2 separate regions of the Macaca mulatta genome follow, and region 1 is linked to region 2. The links are chromatin contacts, called in public Hi-C maps. All regions are on one chromosome and are shown on one strand. Each heading gives the region's core, a stretch centred on a gene start, on an enhancer-like site or on the middle of the called end of the contact. The rest is flanking DNA. Distances are from core to core; before and after follow the strand shown.

What was found. A called contact is a pair of places that touch in the nucleus more often than the background predicts.
Region 1: a contact with region 2 is called in a Hi-C map of fetal cortex germinal zone, with 2.7 times the contacts expected there. The contact joins two enhancer-like sites. A contact is called at or near these places in 2 of 14 Hi-C or Micro-C datasets (fetal cortex germinal zone and liver).

The regions. Positions count from the first base shown.
Region 1 is chr9:24,014,134-24,020,848 of T2T-MMU8v2.0, forward strand. All of the region lies in intron 5 of PIP4K2A (phosphatidylinositol-5-phosphate 4-kinase type 2 alpha), which reads right to left. The region is part of intron 2 of LOC144331036; the gene reads right to left. Among named protein-coding and RNA genes, the nearest start is that of PIP4K2A, 150 kb to the right of the region's middle. Within about 2 kb of position 4,223, at least 2 of the 40 cell types and tissues checked have an H3K27ac peak or open chromatin away from gene starts, as enhancers often do. A contact at or near this core is called in fetal cortex germinal zone, where this site is marked.
Region 2 is chr9:23,883,568-23,890,243 of T2T-MMU8v2.0, forward strand. No RefSeq gene overlaps it. Among named protein-coding and RNA genes, the nearest start is that of SPAG6, 85 kb to the left of the region's middle. Within about 2 kb of position 3,869, at least 33 of the 40 cell types and tissues checked have an H3K27ac peak or open chromatin away from gene starts, as enhancers often do. A contact at or near this core is called in fetal cortex germinal zone, where this site is marked.

The DNA.
Region 1 (6,715 bases), core at 2,973-5,472, 130 kb after region 2:
GCTTTTAAAGCACAGCATCACAGGCCTCAGCAAGTCTACTGTAAGTCAACAGTAAGAAACACACTGTGTGATAATACAGGTCATGGTCAAAAATAGTTTGTGTGTCATTAAGACACAACATGAAGGTGAGAAGTGAGATGCACACTTGGCTGAGTCACAGCCTGAAGATAACCAACACATGCGTAAGGCTTTCAGTGTATAAAAGCCTCTCGACAGAATTACTTGTTCCCTAGGGTTCAATAAAAGATATAAATGATCTCTAAGGACAGATTTGGCCACAGGGTTGGGATTAAAAAAGGGAAAACGTATCAGGACAGTTACCAAGTTTAGAGCCCTCATTTTTAGAATTTCTAAACACAGGCCGCCTTTTAGCAGAGACCTGTGGTATAGAAATTACAGAATTCCACGAGAGCAAAGGAGATGCAGCACTGTTTGCTTCCCAGAACTGCTAAAAAGGAGCTAAAAAGCAACACCTAAAAAATTCCTGCTTAATATTACTTATTTACTACTTCTATGCTTAAAAATTCCAAATGACTAAGAACCTTTGCAGAATCTCCAAAACCAAAACCAAAACAATGTGTTTACCAAAAGGATTTAAATGCTTATTTGTTTCAAGTGGGAATTAACTCATTTGTGTATGTATATATGTGCTTATTTCATTAGGTTCCGTGATTTCATGTATAAATGCTGTCATTCATACGGAGTTTAGCAATATTGGGTATTTTAAGGTTTAGTAAAGCCAGAAGTTATATGAAATTTTATTTTAGTGAGATTTTTAAAAAAACTATCTTTTAGATGACAAAAATTTTTAAAAATCACAGATTTCAAACTATAATTTGAGTTCTGTTTAAAGTTATGTTTCAAACTAAAGTATCATTGGATTTTGAATGATCATTCTAAACTTTAATTATACAAGAAGAGAGAACTGTACGGGGTAAATGGCCATTAATAACTGGAAATAGAAAATACATGAACCTAAAACGCACAGAGCAAGAATCTTTATAATATAGAGCCAAATTTTCATTTCAGTCTGGATGGAAACCTTACTGGGAAGAAGAAATGCAGCCAGTCACACTTGAGTGTCTAATGCAAACAGGATTTTGGCACTAGGTTTTAATGCAAGGGATAATACATACCATAGTACTCTGTGATTAAAGGACTCGTATTTCAGAATGAAATGAATTTTTTGTTCGATATGCTCATTTGACAACCTATTTATTTATTTTTTAAGTCTAATTGTAAGCCTCAATGTCAAAGACTGCTGCCGGGTGTCCTTTTGATGCGCTGTTACTGTGACACTCAGAGCTGAATGCTCAACATAAAAAATACGTAGCAATTATTGTTTTATATTAGAACTGCTTGTGTTCCTGATTTACTTGTTATTCCAAGCTCACCCAAATGAAAATAAACTTGCAAAAAATAAAACCCCTTTCGCTGTGCTTGCAAAAATCTTCATAAAAATCAGAATCTGTGGAACTGAAAACATAATGCACAAGTATTTCTATAAGGGGAGGAATTTTAGGTAATCCTTATGTTAGAGCTAGGATAAAAAATAATTTGATGGAATAACATCATATGTGGTATCAATTTTGGGGTAATAAGAGATGCTAGGGATTTATAATAAAATCAGTTCTGCTTCTCGGAACATCGAAGCCACAAATTTGATACATGAAAAGGCAAATTAGTGGATACGGAGAAAGTTCATACAGAAGTAGCAAAGAAAAAGGGTGGTTTTGCACAAATAGTACATATACCAACCTTCTTTAACTACATAAGCAGAATGTCTATACAAGTTCATGGTTTGAGAAATGATCTAAGAGGTCATTAATAACTTCTAATTTTCACAGTGAAAACAGTGAGAATGTGCACATCTGTGACTAATATCCAGATGTGACCATTTTATAATTTTTATTTTGAATCTGTTTATGTATGAATGTGGAAAGAAAATATACCTCAACATACTTGTGAAACAGTGCTGTAAGCAAGCCGCGCAAAACTGGAGAAGCGCTATTGTAATTTTGTAAGTTACAACTGTTAGGGCTGGCAAAACCTAGCTGTTGGCAATTTTCCCTCAGGCTAATATGTAAAAGGTGAAATTTATTCCTTTTTTAATACTGTCATATTTTATGACCACAACTCTATGTGGTGATGTCAAAGGTGACGGTTTGGTCTTCCTCTGCAAACTGGGATATGACAGCTGAACTGCATACAAGACCTACCAAATAGGACCTACAGGATGGGTTTGTTCCAGTTTTAACAGAAGATTCTGGTGCGCAGATGTCTATGGTGATAATCTTAAGAAATGTCAAAGGCTGAACACTCAAGGAGTTTGCTGACTCCTCTAGATTTCTGGTTTAATTCTAATATGTTAAACTAACATATTAAAGATCACTATTTAATTAAGAATTATACATCTGTAGCAGCCTGGCTTAAATTCAGACCACATGCTAAATTTTAGAAGTCTTCTCTCCACCCCAACTTTTTCTAGAACCAACTAAGAGTTGTTAGCTTAAAAACATTCCCATATCTAACAGCACTGCTCCACGTGTGCTTGGGATACTCTGAGTTGATTTCATTCCAGTGACATAAAAATTAATCTGAGGCAAATGAGAGCTGATACAGCACCATAAGCCATAAGTCATAAAGCCCTGAGGACTTTAATGCTGTCATCTGAGTGAAAATCTGCAAAGTGTTCACAAGAGTCACTGCATGTGATCCTCTTTTTGTCACGTGCCATGCTTACCAGTTAAGAAAAATTCTAAATGAAGCTTTAAAACTTCATTCCCAGAACACCCCTCACGGTTTACATAGGGGGTTCTTATCTGTATCTGCTGAACAGAACATTTTTTTCCCTATCAATCATAGCAATCACCTTAATCTACATATATCTGCAACAGAGATGATGTTAGTCATGGTCAGGCCAGGACTTCTCCAAGTGGGGCCAACTGCTGAACCACATCTCTGAAGGAAGATCCAGGAAAGCTTCATTTGAAACAAGAGATTCTCACCAACACTAAAGCATGAGGACCAATGATGCAGGCAAATCCTTTAATTTTACAAATGAGGACAAAGTCAGATGACCTATACTCAAACCCCATTAATGCAGTCCTGTGCCCCCAGGGCTGGGACTCAGCTCCCCTAACCCTCTGTTTGGAGTCCTTCACCCAAATCTCCCTTTTATAAACTGTCTCTGGTCCAGAAGGTGGATGTTAGTGGTGCTGCCTTTAAGGTCTGAGAAAGAAGCCCTGCTTCTGCCCTAATGGGCAACTTTCCCCTGCACTTTGGGTAGTAGGATTGGTGTCCATAACTAACACTGGCTGGCAAAGGGGAATGATTCCCTTCCATCTCGGAAGAAAAGGAATTTTACAGAAGGCGGTTAAAGCATTAGCTGAATTGAGGGCCTAAAAAGCTTGACAACCCCCCTTTAACCGATGATCCGCCCACAGTGGAAAAGGAGGCACTTCTTAGCTGAGCGGCAAATAAAGATTTCCAGAAGGATACACTGCTGTGCTTTTGTGTCACGTTTGGGGAGCCCGCCACCCTGGCCACCTCGCTTCAACGGCAGCCCAGATGACCAGATAGAGGTAGTAATTAATTATAATCTGTTACAATTTAAAGACCACAAAAGAAATGCTGAACACTGGTTTCGAAAAGCATTTTTAGATGTAAGGGTATTAATGATTAATCCTCTCGAACCCTCAGTTGGTAATAGGTAAAATGTCGGAGACGGTGACAGTCACTTAATTGCTGGTGCAATTCACAGTGCCTGAGAATCGACAAGGCGGCTTTTTGTAGCCCATTATCAAAGTGTCAACAATGATTATTGCCAATATAGTTACACAAATGCCAATTGCAGGGCAGCTGTTTTCTTTCAAATGGGTTTCAGAGAGAAGGCTGTATGTTAAAAGGAATCTTCTTATTGTGACCCTACGGCTCCATTACACACGCTTTACTTTACCTAATAAAATCAGACATGACTTTTGAGAAGAACTGTGCAGGATGATGAACAAAATGCATATTTGTGTAAATCCCCAGGACTCTCTCTCTCAAGAACATGGGCTTTTTAAAGAGTCAGGTCAAACCCCCCAGAAATCAAGTGAGTCCAGTTATGTTTTCTTTTACTTCCCTAGGTCCCCTGCTGAGTCGCTCGCTAGCAGGCAGCATGCTAAGACTGTCATTTGTAAAAAGCAGCCTGCTCGGCTATAATTACTAATTTGATGTCACACTGGAATTGCAGCGCAGCTGTGAAAAGATCGACCACCAGGGAGGTTCGCATTTCTCTGTCTCATTTAGAGGAGGCGAAACTGCTGGAGCCATGAATGGGAGATGCCCTTCCATTAAAAAGGAAAGAATTAAAGAATAAAACAAGTCATAGCAGCTGTCAGAATTTGACAATGGTTATTTTTTTTTAAAGCACTGTTCTGCTCTTAAAAAAAAAACCTCAAGACATTTGTACATGCATGTTCTGAGACTTGTTGCCATGAAAGTGATTCCATTGTTAGAATATAACTTATTTCCTTCAGTTCCATCTTCATGATTATGCTAATACAAATCACACTAATTACATGTCAAGCTAAAATCTAAGGGATGGGACTTGTCTGCACCTATATCGCTAAATATTTGAAATGACAGTTTCAAAACTTGTCATCAACAAGTTAAAAGTATGGAAAATTAAAACAGTTATAATGACTCATGAAAGAAAACCTGGGAAGAATAAGAATTGAGATTACTAATTAAGCTATGTCACCAGAGATTCTCTCTGCAGATTTTTTTTTTGAGACAGGGTCTTGCTGTCACTCAGACTGGAATGCAGTGGTGTGAACACGGCTCACTGCAGCCGTGATCGACATCCTGAGTTCAAGCAATCCTCCCGCGTAGCTGGGGCCACAAGTGTGCACCACCATATCCAGCTAATTTTTGTATTGTTTGTAGAGTTGGGGGTCTCGCTATGTTTCCCAGGGTGGTCTTGAACTCCTGAGCTCAGGCTATCCCTCTAGCCTCAGTCTCCCAAAGTGTTGGGATTATAGGTGTGAGCCAGCAGGTCCAGTCCTCTAGAAAGATTGTTCTTTGTACCATAACGGTCATTTGGAAAGGAATATAGTTATATATAATAGCAATGAAAATAATATTCTTGCAAATCATTTCATTTATAAAAGGCTAAAATGTAGAAAATAAGTATTTTTAGCCTTCCCCAAATATTTCAAACCAGAGGAACCAGTAGATTGTTTTGATAGCATTTTTTCCCCCAACGTCTGATCATAAAAAGGAGCATTTTTATGATTTGTGAACGCAATGAATGGTATGCTTTGTGGAAGAGTGAAAACTCCGAACTGATCATGGAAAAAACCCAAAAGTTGGCAGAAAAGGGAAAGCAAAGAGGTTTTTTAAAGTTAAAAATGTTTTTAAGAGTTTGGCTCTATTAATACATTTGATTTGATCTATTTCAGTTTAATAAACGTTTCTAGATTATACAAAACACTGCCGTATCTGAGAGAGGCATGATCTCTACCAAGTCACGAATGACGACTTTCCCCTGGGCTCGTTCTAGACACGCTTCTCTTTTCCACACGCTGCTCCTGGGTGACCTCACCCACTTCCCTGTCTCTGCGACCGTCCTTCCAGGGAGGATTCCCGAGCCCTTTGTTTTCAGCTGAGACCCCCTGTGCAGCCTCTTGTGCCTAGTGGATCTCTCTGTTCTGACGCCACCCTGACATTTCAAATGCCTCCTCCCTCCCTTGTCTGGGGGATGTATCCCCAGGGAAATCGCTGGGGACGTGGTCGGTGAGGGTGGGTGGGAGCCAGATTTCAGCAGGTGATGAAGTGAGGAGAAGAAAAGGAAATGGTGGATGTTTCTTTGGCCATTTGCCCTTTTACTGTGTGTGAATGAAGGTACATTTTGATCTCCACCCTGCTGTCAAGGCAGGTACACTCTCCATCATTTACCAATGACATTCCACATCTTCAAGCTATTTCCTCTCTCCCTTCCCAAGTGAGCATTTCTAATACAGAAAGGTGGGTGGGGTGGCTTTATGCAGCCTCTGTCTTCCGGAATAAGAGTTATTAGACACCTCAACCCCAAAAAGAAGGCTAGGGCATTGATTCTTCCTCAGGGCAACTGTGCAGACAATTCTCATGTTTGCACAGTGTAAGACACAGTGATAAAGACTGCATTGCATGTACAAGTTTTACAAATACGTACATCTGAAAGTATGAGCACAAATGCTCAAGCTCTTCAAATAGAGGAAATACAAATTGTTTTGCTAACATAGTATGAAACCAAATAATTTATTTTACTACTTTAGAAAAAAAATCAAGTTTTAGAATCCACTGTTTCAGCGCCATATTTAACTCTGAAACAATGTTTTTGTCAACGCAGTAACTTTTTCCTCATTTTCACAATTAATGGGATTAACATGACTTTTTGATATGCCGTTAAAGGAAAGGAGAGACATGAACTCCTAAACATTTACAAGGCAGTGTGGCATAGTGGTTAGAAATACGTGCTCTGGTGCCGGTGACCCCAAGCTCAAACCCTGGCACTGTCACTTCCTAACTGTAGGACCCTGGATGAAGTTACTAAACCTGTCAGTTACGCAACTTCATCCACTCAAAGGAAGTAATGACAGCACCAATCTCATCCGGTGACTGTAAGGATGACATGACATAATTCATGTACAATTTAAAGTGGTCTGGCATATAGTCTATACTCAACCAG
Region 2 (6,676 bases), core at 2,619-5,118:
ATAAAAAAGAGTTTCACTCACAAAAAAAAAAATTAAATTTTAGTGTCTTTACTCATTTAGAAAGGGGATTTTATGTCTTTCAAAATTTGCAAGAATTTGCCTAAAGCCTCTCTCAGTCTTTAGGCCTTTTTAAATTTCTCCCCTAGCTTTGATCTACTTACTTTTTCTACTCCTAGATTCAATTTGGGTGATTTATGGTTTTCCAGAAAAAAATGTTTAGAACATAGCTAATTTCATATAGTAGTCTCACATAATTTATAAAAAGTCTCTTTGGCGGATCAGGAGGTCAGGAGATTGGGACCATCCTGGCTAACACGGTTGAACTCCGTCTCTACTAAAAAATACAAAAAATTAGCCGAGTATGGTGGCGGGCGCCTGTAGTCCCAGCTACTTGGGAGGCTGAGGCAGGAGAATGGCGTGAACCCAGAAGGCGGAGCTTGTTGTGAACCGAGATCATGCCACTGCACTCCAGCCTGGGTGACAGAGCGAGACTGCACTCCAATCTGGGTGACAGAGTGAGACTCCGTCTCAAAAAAAAAAAAAGGTCTCTATATCTTTATATCTCCTTTTTCCTTTATATTTTCTTTCTTTTCTTTTCTTTTTTTAATAGATTCATCAGCGATTTCTCCATTTTCTTGATCTTTTTCCAAAGAATTACCTTTGGAATTGATCAAAAACATTGTTTGTTTTCTAATCATTAATTTCTGCTCCAAACTTTCCCCTAATCCTCCATTTCTTGGAGTTTAATTTTTTAAAAAGCATTAATCAGTTCACTTATTTTTGCTCTTTCTAGTTCAATTTTTCCCTGCCAAATGATGTTACTAAACTCAGTGTGGTTTCAAATGACTTGGGTATTTTTTCTAAAAATCTGCTCTCAGAGGAGGAAGATTTGCTATCACTGATGATGTCATTTAAAAGAATGTGACTCAGACTCTTGTGGCAAATTTCTAAAGAATTCTAAAAATGTTTGAGTAATGGGAACGCAATTGTAGCAAGCTTATGACCTACTCTGAAGGAGCCAATTTGTAAAACCTGCACGTTTGCTGAACATTATCTGCCCTTATATATTTGGAAATAATCAAGTGCTAGGATTTAAAAAGGAGCTTTCACTTTTGTTTATTGGGATGCCTTCTGATATTGCATGTCTGTAAACCAAGATATTCTTAATATTTTTCTTTTTGTGAAAATGTATTTAAACACATCATATATACAGTCTGGCTTCATTTTTGCTCCCAATAGAAATTAACCTCAGATGAAACATTTTTCAAACAAATATTAAAAATTGTTCACATGCTAGAATGACAGGTTTTCCTTGCAAAAACCAATTCAGTAGATTGATGATGTGGATGAAGGCAGAATGTGTTATTTAAAATAATTAAGTGCTCTGATAGGCCACAATTATAAGCAATAAAAATAATCTCTAATAAAATGTATTGTGCCAATAGAAAGGTAGATTTCAGGTGTGACCTTTGCCAAGGTATGCAGCAGAACTTATTAGAGCCATGTATTTGTAGATTATGTAACAGTTTTTAAGTGGTCAGGAAGGGGAGGATTTTGTGGTCAGAAAAGTGGAACTGTCCTATTTAACATATGACCCTGGCCAGTCCCATCTCAAATTACTGTTGATCAAGTTACAGATGGTTGGGAAGCCCAGGTGGAAGGGAAGCCTAGAATAAGCCCTGACAAAATTGCAATAAACAGTAGGCCACAAAGCCAGTGGCCGTTATCATTAAACACTTACTGAAGTATTTAATATAGAAAATAATGCAAAGAAAAATTGTTTCGCAAAGCACTATGAACCAGAAATCACTTAAAAAGGCTTTAACATATCCTCCCCTGATGTCTTTAGGAAAGCTAGAACATGACCAAAACCATAAGTAGACCCCCAGACTAACAGCTTTATGATCATGATTTGAAAGCATTTTGTTTTGCACTTGCATGCATTTCAGGTTTAAGTTTCCAAATTTTTAAAGCATTTAAGTGCCTAATGATCTAGGAATTTACTCTTGAGAATAAACACCACTAGGAACCAATAAATGGAAGTCCAAACTTTTATTATCTCTAGCAACTTCAAATAGGGGCACACGTATAAAAATTTATATATTCAGCATTGGTCTCAATTGGTTGCCTTTTACAGAAGCACTTTAATGGGACAGTAAACCAGAGCCCAAACAGAGAAAAAAAAATCCTAATTTTGTGTTATTGTGGTTGCAAAATTTTTAGAAAAGCACAGATCTAAAGCCCAAGCCTGCTAAATGATTCACATGAAGGCAGAGCCTGAGGCCAAGTTTAAGTGCTGATTTTACTAGGAGGTACAATTCCAGGGTTTTAAGGGTGAAAGGAAAGGCGAAGGCAGGCAAAAATACAAGGTGGTACATTATTGAGCTGAAAACAACTTCACATGCAAGGACAGCTTCCAGACAAACCATGTAGAACCAGCATACCTTGGGACTGTGTGGATGGCAGGGAAAGGAGTTTCTATGCTGGCTACTTCATTCTTTCTGTGCCCTTTGGGGAAAGTATGCCTCACGGGGCTCTAACTCTCCCAGTCTTCTGAGGGCAGCACCTGATCCCTCCAGGTTAACTGCTAGGGAAGAGCATTCTGTTCCTTCAAATTTCTCACCTGAGTCTGAGAGCATCCTATCATCACAGCCTCTGTGTCAGGGAGGCAGTGCTGAAGCATGACCCTCATCTGGGGGAGGCTGTCGGGAGATGGCACTGGAGGCCAGGCCTCTACCCTAAGCAACAGTTGCAGGCCGGCGTGGAGGTGGACGGTGGGACCGAGTAAATCCGGGGAGGCACATCAACCGGGTCTGGTAGGGCATAGCCTTCTTGGACCTAAGCCATTCCTGCTGCTGGTGTTCACTGCTTCTCAATTCAGAAACAGCACGGATTTAGCTCTCAGATTTTGTAAACGGTGATTTTCTCCCTTATTCCTCAACGATCACCTAGCCACGACCTTCTTTAACTCTTCCCCCCACCCCCCAACTTTTGAGGAAATGATTTTTCTTATAATTTGAATGTTAATAAACCGCACCCATTTAGAAACTACGGTTTGATGATCTTGGGCAACTGTATACGTCATGTTGACGCCACTCCTATCAAGATATGAAATTGTCCCACCACAGCCCCAAAGTTCCCCCGCTCCTGTGCATTCCATTCTGTCCAGTTCCACTCCTTTGTAACTGCTTTGCATCGCTACCGTTGCTTCTTCTAGAATGTCTTATAAATGGCATCAGGCCGACCATAGCTTTTTTGGGTTCTTCCCCCCACACAGCATCGTGTTTTTCAGCTCCACCCACGTGGTTTCGGGTATTAATCCTATGGTAGGACAAGCTAGACGCTGGAGAACTCATTATGCGCCGTTAGGTAATTTTAACCCGCATCATCTCGTTTCTATTGTCACAATAGAAGAAACTGAGGCGCGCCCGGCGTGTGGGCGTGGGAGGGAGCACCGGGGCTGAAGGCCGACTTCCGCCGGTCAGTCGGCCTGGACCTGCTAGCACCCGCTGTCAAGCCTGAGGGGACAGACGGGACCTGGCGTCAACGAGAGGCACCGGCTCGGGCAGACGCACAGCCCAGGAAGCAGGCGCGTCGAAAGCTCCACGCCCAAGCCCAGGCAGAGGGCTCGGCGGGCGCGAGGCTGAGGGCCCAAGAGGCCGGGGCCGCTATCCCCTCGCCACCAGGACGGCCTCTGGGTCTCCTTGCCCCACCAGAGAGGCCCGCGGCGGCTACTCCGAGGCGCAAGGGCAAGGCCGCAGCGGGCAGCGATGGACCACATGCAGACAACACACTACGCAGACAGACGGGAGCCACCGCGGCGTCTCCGGAGGCGCAGTTCTATAAAGGCGCGCTGAGCCGCATCACGCTGCGCGTTTCCTTCCGCGCGGGGCCGGTGCTACTTCCCTCGCGACCAGGCCGCTGGGCCCGGAGGAGCAGAGACGTCGGCAATGCAGCAACCGCTCGCAGCGGCTTTTCGCCTGCTTCCTCCGCTCGCTCTAGAGGGCACAGCGAGGCGCGGGGCTCAGCATGCCGCTTCCCCGCCACGGAGGTGGGCGCCGCGCTCCGGCCTGCTGTAAAGGACCGAGCAGGAAGAGCGGTCTCTGGTTTCTGTGGTATCTGGGGACAGTTTCCCGGCGCGAGGGAAACAAAGATGCTGGCGTGGAGCGGCCTGCCCGTCGCTATTGTCTGGCTGCCTGTCAGGGAGCAGCCGCTTTCGCTTTCTTCTGCCGAACGGAACGTGGTGACTCGGGGGCCGCGGAGCGCCCTCGAGGCAGCTTTGTCTGCGGAAAAGGAGCGCGGCGGGCGGCCTATCGGAATGGTCACCGCCCGCTTTCCGCGGGAGGCGCGCCAGGGACCGCGGGGCGATTTCTCCGCCTTAGCGAAAGAAAGGAGAAGCCGGGATTTGTGGCCTCTCCGTCTTCGTTCCGATTTGAGCTCTGGCGTCGGCGGGAGGGGACAGTGCTGTCCGCGCGCACCCCCTCCGTCGCCGTCAGGGTCGTGCTCCTTAGGTTTCCTGCGGTTTTTCTGCTGCTTTGAGACAGTGTCTGGGACCAAGTTCTCACAACATCGTCTTCTCCTCTCGCAAATAATCGTTTTACGATGTTTGTTCTGCTGAATCCACCGGGCGCCTCAGACACGGGCCCTGACGGCACCACCGGCCTGAGGGAGGCGGGAGGGCTGTGGGGCTGCAAGCTGGTTTGGGGATCCCATAATCTTAGAATTTTAATGCAGAGCCAGTGGAAGCGCCTGGTCAGAGGAGCGGGAGGCAACTGAACCTAAGGAAGGGGCTTGGAGTCAGCAGTGAAGCTCTATTGTTTATTTTAGTTTTGTTTTCATAGATTCAGGAGGTAGAAGTGCAGCTTTGTTACTTCCAGGTATTGCAGAGCGGTGAAGTCTGGGCTTTCAGTGCTGCCCCCACCCAAATAGTGTCCTTTGGACCCATTAGGTCATTTCTCATCCCTCAGGGTGACTGCTATTTAAAAGGCATCTATTGTTAGAGCAGGCAAGCTGCAAGGGCAAAAAACGAAACAAAAAACAAAACAGGGTTGGGGGGAGCATAGAGTATTTTTTTTTTTTTTTGACAGCGGCGCAATAAAGTTTGGATTTAGAGCTTTTTGTTACTGCCCATCTCCCATACTCCTGTTTTATTTCTCTTTGTAGCATTTATAACCTCCTGGTATGATAACGCATTTTACACGTTTATTGGCTTCTCTGCCCACTTGATTTTTATCTCCTTTTGGAGAGCAGGACATTTTTTTCTTCCCTGGAGCCTAGCACGGTACCTAGCAGTGTACTGGGGGCTTTGTAAATATTTGCTGAATCAGTGGATAAAAAAGAAACAGGGCACATGATCTAAAGTTATTGTGAGACAAGCATAAAACCAAAAGGCGAATGATGCAAGGCAAAGTTATCTCTTTGAACCTGCTCTTTGTGTTTTGGAGCAGTAATACATTAGGACTAGCTAAGAAGGAGTCACGCCAGCATTCCATTTTCCAAATAAGAAAGTGAAACAAGTGAGCTCTCACTTCTGGGATGCTTTCCACTTCATTAGAGGGATTGGTTCTCTGAGGTCAACCCATCAAAAATTTATGAATATAATGGAAGCCATTTATTACTGTTCCTCTGTTACCCTCAGACATATTCTCATTTCCAGCAGCAGGGAGTTAGGGTGGCATGCCTCGTGAGCAAAACATGGGGCTTGGGGACATTCAGAACACCTACAAGATGGTGGTGTACATAGTGCTTGGAGACATATCTGGGGAGTGTTTCAGATGAAAATTGGCCACATCCTCCTATTACCTGTTTCAAAAATGGCCCCACAGGTTGCACATTTATAAGTGGTGGATTTGTTTTGAGGGAAGTGAGAGGGAGGAGTACACTTTGTTTTGGAGTGAAGGGGATCAGGGTAGCCAGCTCCTCTGAGAAACTACCCCAGTCTCAATCTCCATTCCTTTGGAACTTTTTGTTAGGAAAAGGCCACATATTGCCTGGGAAAATTTATAACACCTGTCACGGTACAGTTGGAAAGCTCTAAATAAAAAACAAGTTAAAAATTTCGTGTATTCCTCGGTCACCCAGTAATTATAGCATCCTGGTACACAAAACTGGAGGTATCCTTGGAGGTCATTTATTTTTTCAACAAGTACACTGTATTTATTGAACATTTTTCATGTGCTAGGCATTGTTCTAGATGCTGTAGATACAGCAGTGAACAAAACACAAAAATCCCCTCTTTCATATTGTTCCACTCCCAGGGCCCTTTCATCCTTTCAATATGTTGTTTTCCTTATTTTAGCATTTGCCACAACCACCTTCTTTGCTAGTTGGTTCCCTTTCTTCACTAATTTTTTAAAAACTCATTTCTTCAATCCCTCAACTCATCTGAGATACGAACATACCAGAAATATATGATGAAATACAATTTAAAAGTCAGATCCTTTTTTAAAAAACTTTTAACCAGAACGAATCCACTTCTAAAATTTTCTTTTTTATGCGTGTAATATTTAAAAAGCCTAAAAATGATCTTGCTGGTTTTCTTCAGTTGACTGTTGTGTAAGTGAAAATTACTTCCCAAATCCTACTACTAGCTATTATAATCAAATCAGCTTTCACTCTTCCATGAGAATATTTCCTTCACAAGACTTTGGTTGACCATAACCAATTTTATAGTAAT